2 separate regions of the Pan troglodytes genome follow, and region 2 is linked to region 1. Evidence: chromatin contacts called from public Hi-C data. All regions are on one chromosome and are shown on one strand. The core of a region is the stretch at or near the end of the contact, and the rest is flanking DNA. Distances in the headings are between cores, read along the strand shown. Region 1 overlaps FRY (FRY microtubule binding protein). Region 2 holds the start of ZAR1L (zygote arrest 1 like).

Evidence for each region. A called contact is a pair of places that touch in the nucleus more often than the background predicts.
Region 2: a contact with region 1 is called in a Hi-C map of induced pluripotent stem cells, with 1.9 times the contacts expected there. The contact joins the promoter of ZAR1L here to the enhancer-like site in region 1. A contact is called at or near these places in 2 of 7 Hi-C or Micro-C datasets (induced pluripotent stem cells and stem cell-derived neural progenitor cells) and 1 of 1 other capture datasets (stem cell-derived neural stem cells).

The regions. Positions count from the first base shown.
Region 1 is chr14:31,398,245-31,401,228 of NHGRI_mPanTro3-v2.0_pri, reverse strand. It overlaps FRY (FRY microtubule binding protein), which reads right to left. Exons shown (of 62, transcript XM_054664864.2): 48 at 704-883. Among named protein-coding and RNA genes, the nearest start is that of ZAR1L, 70 kb to the left of the region's middle. Within about 2 kb of position 1,613, at least 2 of the 24 cell types and tissues checked have an H3K27ac peak or open chromatin away from gene starts, as enhancers often do. A contact at or near this core is called in induced pluripotent stem cells, where this site is marked.
Region 2 is chr14:31,467,991-31,470,974 of NHGRI_mPanTro3-v2.0_pri, reverse strand. ZAR1L (zygote arrest 1 like) reads left to right here and starts at 1,426. Exons shown (of 5, transcript XM_054664880.2): 1 at 1,426-1,646. It overlaps BRCA2 (BRCA2 DNA repair associated), which reads right to left and starts at 542. Exons shown (of 28, transcript XR_010150631.1): 1 at 307-542.

The DNA.
Region 1 (2,984 bases), core at 364-2,863:
GTACTGGGCCCTGGTTATAAACAGGAACAGAGTACAGTTTCTGCTTTGGGGGTTCATGAGTCATGAGGTAAGAGATGTGAAAGCAAAGTTATTTTATACCTTAGCCTTCAATATAAGCCTCCCATATATTTGTTAATGGACTACCAGGTAAACATGACTACTTCCTGTCCTTTCTTTTCTTCCTGACTCCTTAGCTTGGGTCCCTAGTCTCTTGCTCCTCCCTCTCTCTACCCTCCCCCCTTCAAGGCAAGAATTTAGTTTTACTTGTTTAAAAAATAGTGTGGACTGGGGAAGCAACTATAAAAGTGGAGTCTATATTCCTGTAAATTTCGGTCATCTGCTGAACTGGCTGTCATTCAGGGAGAAACATTGTGGATATAAAGACATGACCATTGTCAGATAAAGAACGAGTGAAGGTCATGGTTTAAAATGCTTATGATTGTTCCATTTTTAAATACCTCTTTTTAAAATCATTTTTTACATAACTGAGGCTAGTTTCTATTTTTAAAAGCTGCCAACTGAGAGTCCCAGTGAATATGACACTCAATGGGTTCTTTAAAAAGCAAAACCTAATTTAGCCCTTAGAAATCTTCATTTGAAATAACTGTCAAATAAGTCTTCTTTTTTCCAGGCAACTACTTTTGACCTTTGCTACTACAAATTCATGCTAAAGTTCACAGAAATAGTTAACATAGCTAAGTACCTCCGAAATATCGAAGTGGAAGTCCAGGGTTTTCCCAGGTAATTCCTTGGAAGCACTAGTCCACACTCGATGTATTTCTATTTTTGAGAGGTCACTGTGCTGGTATGAAGGTAAAACAAGGCTAGCTGACCGAGAAACTACCAGCTTCAAGATATTCAGAGCTTCTCTCCAGTGAACACTCTGCAGGAAATAAAACATTCAAGGGTTAAAAATAATTTAATTTTTTTAAAGCTAATGTATGTCAGAATGACCAGTGAGAAGCTAGTGACCAGTCAGAATTCACTGACTTAAAACAGTGCAGGAGGTTCCATGAGAAGTAAAAGGCAAATGACATAAAAAGACAATGTATATATAAAAGGAGCTATGTTTAGGAGACAAACAAATAAAAAAAGACCAATTTTGTCCATTTCAGCTAAATTAAATTCTTATTAATGAGGTACCATTATGGTAATGAGGCACCTCCTTAATTTGAGGGAAAAAAAAAGCTCCCAATGCATTTTATGACACTGACTGTTCAATTCACTCTTTCTTAAAGTTCTCCCCACCTCCGGTTTCCAGTCTTCTTGGTCCTCCTTCTAGTTCTCTGGCTCCTCCTGCTCCATTTGCTTCCTGGGTACCTTGATCTCTGTCTTCAGCCCTCTTTTCTTCTCACTTCTTGTCTTCCTCATTACTTAACTCAGGAATCTGGAAGCCCTTCTTAACCCTTTCTTTCCCTCCCTCCTGGTAATCTGTTCCCTCCACGGCATTCCTGCTGGCACTGGCTCAGCGGCACCCTCTTGGGCCTTGCCTGGACTATCTCAATGGCCCCTTACTGGTGTCCTGGCTTGCAGCCCTTAAGTGCATCAGATCCAGCTAGAGTGATCTTCCTAGAACTCTTCAGACCAAGCCACTTCCCTGACTAAACTCCTTCACAGACTCCCTCTGGTGGACAGGGTGGAGTCCACACTCTTTGAGCATGGCCTGCAAGGGTCATCTCCCCCAGGCTGCTGCTGGAGTTCCCCAAACTTGGCAAGCCCTCTCAGCCTCTGTGCCTTTACTCATGCTATGCCCTCATCCTTGAATACCTTTCCTCTCCTTATTGGCATGTCAAATTCCTACTCTTCATTTAAGACTCAGTTTTACCATCTTTGTTTCTCTGACAACCTCCAATCAGACTGTGTGCCGCTCCCACAAAAATATTAGAAACATAGATAAACAAATTTGATGAAAGTTGTTATTATTATTTTTTGCCTGGACTTTGCAGTCAAAGCACATGAAATAAAACATCTATTAAATTCTGCACAAGGGAAGCCATGGTTTAAATGTGAAATAAGCTACTATTTGAGTTAAGATAAAAAGTATCAGACGTCGCCCGCAAGCCTAAGACAAAATGGACAGCCTCATTAAACAACAAAATGGGGCACACATTCGTAGAAAGGTGTCAACTGACCATCTGTCTCCTGTGAGTGAAGTGAGAAACTGTTAACTGACTGCCTACCCTATGTGGTGTAAGTATTATGCAGCAACGCCACTTGAAAAATGCTTGGAAGTCACTTTCAGCATCAAATAATTTCTGTAAGTAATTTGGTGAAGTAAAGATGGAAAGGAATGTCTAAAATTTATACTGTATATCTTCGTCAATGAGCTTCCAAAGAGAACCTAGCATTTGCCCTTGAATCCTACAAGTTACAAAGTACATTCCAGAGAAGAAATAGATAGACAAATACAATATAGAGAAAAGGATGTCTATGCTCTTGAGCTAGGCGCTCTCTACTTAACCCCATGGTGGCCCTGCACTACTCCCATGGCCTGGAGCCTCCCTGCTTTAGTCTGTGGTCATGTGTTTTAGATTAACTTCCAGGCTCTAGAAACTCGTCCTGGTGTGTTTGAGCTATCTTTCCATCTATCTATATTCCTATCTTCCTATTTATCACTGTTGGCCGGGTTGGAGTGCAGTGGTGTGATCACAGTTCACTGTAACCTCAACCTCCTGGGCTCAAGGGAAACTCTCTCCCCAGCCTCCTAAGTAGCTGGGACTATAGGTGTGCACCACCATACCTTGCTGATTTTTAAAATTTTTTTATTTTTGTAGAGATGGGATGTCACTTTGTTGCCCAGGCTGGTCTTGAACTCCTGGCCTCAAGCGATCCTCTTGCCTCAGCCTCCCAAAGTGCTGGGATTACAGGATAAGCCACTGCACCTGGCCTTGATATTTATTTTTATTTTCATTAAAATAAATTGTGTTTCTGGTCTTCTCAGATTGATTCTTAAGAATCAATCTGGGCTGGACGTGGTGGCTCAT
Region 2 (2,984 bases), core at 177-2,676, 70 kb before region 1:
CCAAGAAATTTCAGATGGCGTCATCTGGGACAGCTGGGAGGGAGGTTAAGTCTTGAGCTGAAGGCGGAGCCCAAAGGCCGGGCCGGAGGCGGGAAATGGAGACCCAGGGAAGGGGCGGGGCTCAAATTTGCTTGGCGAAAATTTGCCTTCGGGCAAGGACCTTTCTCTCAGGCATGGGTGGGGGTTGGCAGAGACAAAAGGGCAAGAAGCCGCGGCAGCGACCCGGGGCGTGAGGCGCTCCCCCGCCACGCTGGACTGGGACTGCGGAAGACGCGCTCGTCCCCACCCACTACCACCACCACTAACCCGCTCCAGAGGTGCAGTTCTTTTTTGGCCGGAGTAAGCTGACAAAAACCGCGCCGGTCACAAATCTGTCCCCTCAGGCTTCTTCCGGCGGCGACCCACCGCCGCAAAAGACACCCGAGGCGCAGCAGTGGCGCAGCAGAGCCACAGCGGCTCCGCTTCTGCCGCCTAGTTTCAGAAGCTCGCGCCACAAGCCCGCGCTGGCCACGTGACGCCGTGACGCGACACGCAGCACACGCACCACCCGGAAGTCAGGCCTGGGTGGGCCGCTGCGGGTATTTCTCAGTGTGGCGAAAGGAAATTCCTTGTCAGGCATCCCAACCGTCAGTATCTGACCGAATAAAGCGGGAGCTGGAGTGTGTGTTCTCTTCTCGCTGACCCTTAAGAGTCCCAGGCCACCCTGCTTGGAGGGGCCGCCCCTATGCCTACTCCAAGTCCCCCATCCCTTTCTTTTTGCTCCAGCTCATGTTTGGGTGGGCGCCCTCGGGACACGACCTGGGACCTATGAAATACCTTTGTTCTGACCTTAAAAGGGATGTTCTCTCAAGACCTGTTCCCCAAAGCGAGCCGATCTTACAAAAGCTTAGAGTGGTCGGTGTGTTGTTGTGGATGACTTCACTTAGTGGTAGTGGGTGGGGCTGTTATTTGAAATCAGAGGATTTTAGTTCCAGTAGCTGTTCTGCTAATGGGTAGCAGGTGTTCAAGACCTCCGAGCCCGTTTCCTTGCTTGAAAAATTGTGAAACCCATCTTAACTCGCTCATGAAGTGTGAGGTACCTTGCTCCGCAGGCCTTGGTAGTATCTTTTGCTTTTTTTTTTTTGAGACGGAGTTTCGCTCTTGTGGCCCGGGCTGGTGTGCAATGGCGCAATCTCCGCTCACCGCAACTTCCGCCTCCAGGGATCAAGTGGTTCTCCTGCCTCAGCCTCCCGAGTAGCTGGGAATACAGGCATGCGCCACCACGCACGGCTAACTTTGTATTTTTAAGTAGAGACGAGGTTTCTCCGTTGTTGGTCAGTCTGGTCTCAACCTCCCGACCTCAGGTGATCTGCCTGCCTCGGCCTTCCAAAGCGCTGGGATTACAGGCATGAGCCACCACACCCGGCCCATCTTTTGCATTCTTAGGATTCGGATCACCTGTCTTCCTCGCAGGCTGAACTGGAAGACCTGACTTCATCTCCGAATTCGTTGGTTCTGTAACATGCCTAATGCAAGGCTGAATAGGGTTTGTTGTAAGACCTACAAAACCTTCAAATGGATTCAGTGAGAGTTGCTCCCGTGGGGGCCTTGCTGCTTCCAGAAGGTGCTGGAGCAGTAAACAGAAGCAACCTTGGATTAGAAAAAGGGTGGGCTCCGCTTGGTTCCTTAGGGACCATTTTAGTTTGATAATCAGTAATCCTTAGTTGTAGAAGGAGGCCTTACTAATGCAGATAGATTCTAAAGCTTTTGCTCTAAGTCTAATTCGCAAAGAAATACGTCTGTGATCCTTACTAATAACAGCTGCCACTTACCAAACATTTTATGAGTTAGGCATTCTGCTTTGGGTTTTCAAGCAATACCATGTTTAATCTTACAGTAATCCTGTAAATTGGTCAGTATTGTCAGATGAGGATACTGAATCAAGTAGTTAAGTAATGTGCCTGGTAGTAAGGCCCAGGTTTGAATTCTAGTCCATTTGACTTCACACACTTAACTAACCTGTGATTTATTTACCCTGTAAATCAGAACAATATGCTTTGTCCCCTTTTTTTGGGGGGAGGGGTGTCTCACTAGGAGTGGACTAATGAGAACCTGTGGCATGTCACACAAGTCTCAGAAATAACATTTTCTGTCATTTTATACAGCCCCCCATACCTTTATGTTTCTTGTTCTCTTTGTACCAGGGACTTGCCACTTATTAGCTCCACCATAATAGACTTTCTCACCTATTCTCTTCTAGCGCAGCTACTCAATTTACTATTTGTATTCAATTTACAATATGCTTTAATTTTTCTTAAAAACATTATTTCCAGCTGGGCATGGTGGCTCACGCCTGTAATCACAGCACTTTGGGAGGCCAAGGTGGGCAGATCACCTGAGGTCAGGAGTTCGAGACCAGCCTGGCCAACATGGCAAAACCCTGTCTCTACTAAAAATACAAAAATTAACTGGGTGTGGTGGCATGTGCCTGTAATCCCAGCTACTTGGGAGGCTGAGGTGGGGGAATCACTTGAACCCCAGAGGTGGAAGTTGCAGTGAGCCAAAATCATGCCACTGCACTCCTGCCTGGGAGACAGAGCAAGGAAACTCCATTTCAAACAAGCAAACAAACAAAAACCCAAAAAACCATTATTTCCTAAAAGTTGTATATATTTAATGTGCACAACATGTATATGTACACAGTGAGATGATTACTATAGTCAAGCAATTAACATATCCATCTGTTCACATAATTACCTTTCTTTTGTGTGCGGTGAGAGCACCTGAAATTTCTCTTTGAAACTTTTCAGTATAAAATACAATATTGTTAACTGTAGTCGTTATGCTGTAAATTAGATCTCTAGACTCATTCATTCTACCTAACTGTAACATTTTAGGCTCTGACCAGTCTCTCTCCATTCCCCCCAACTTCCTGTCCCTGGTAACCACCATTCTACTTTCTGCTTCTATGTATTTGACTTTTTCAGATTCCACGTATCAGTGAG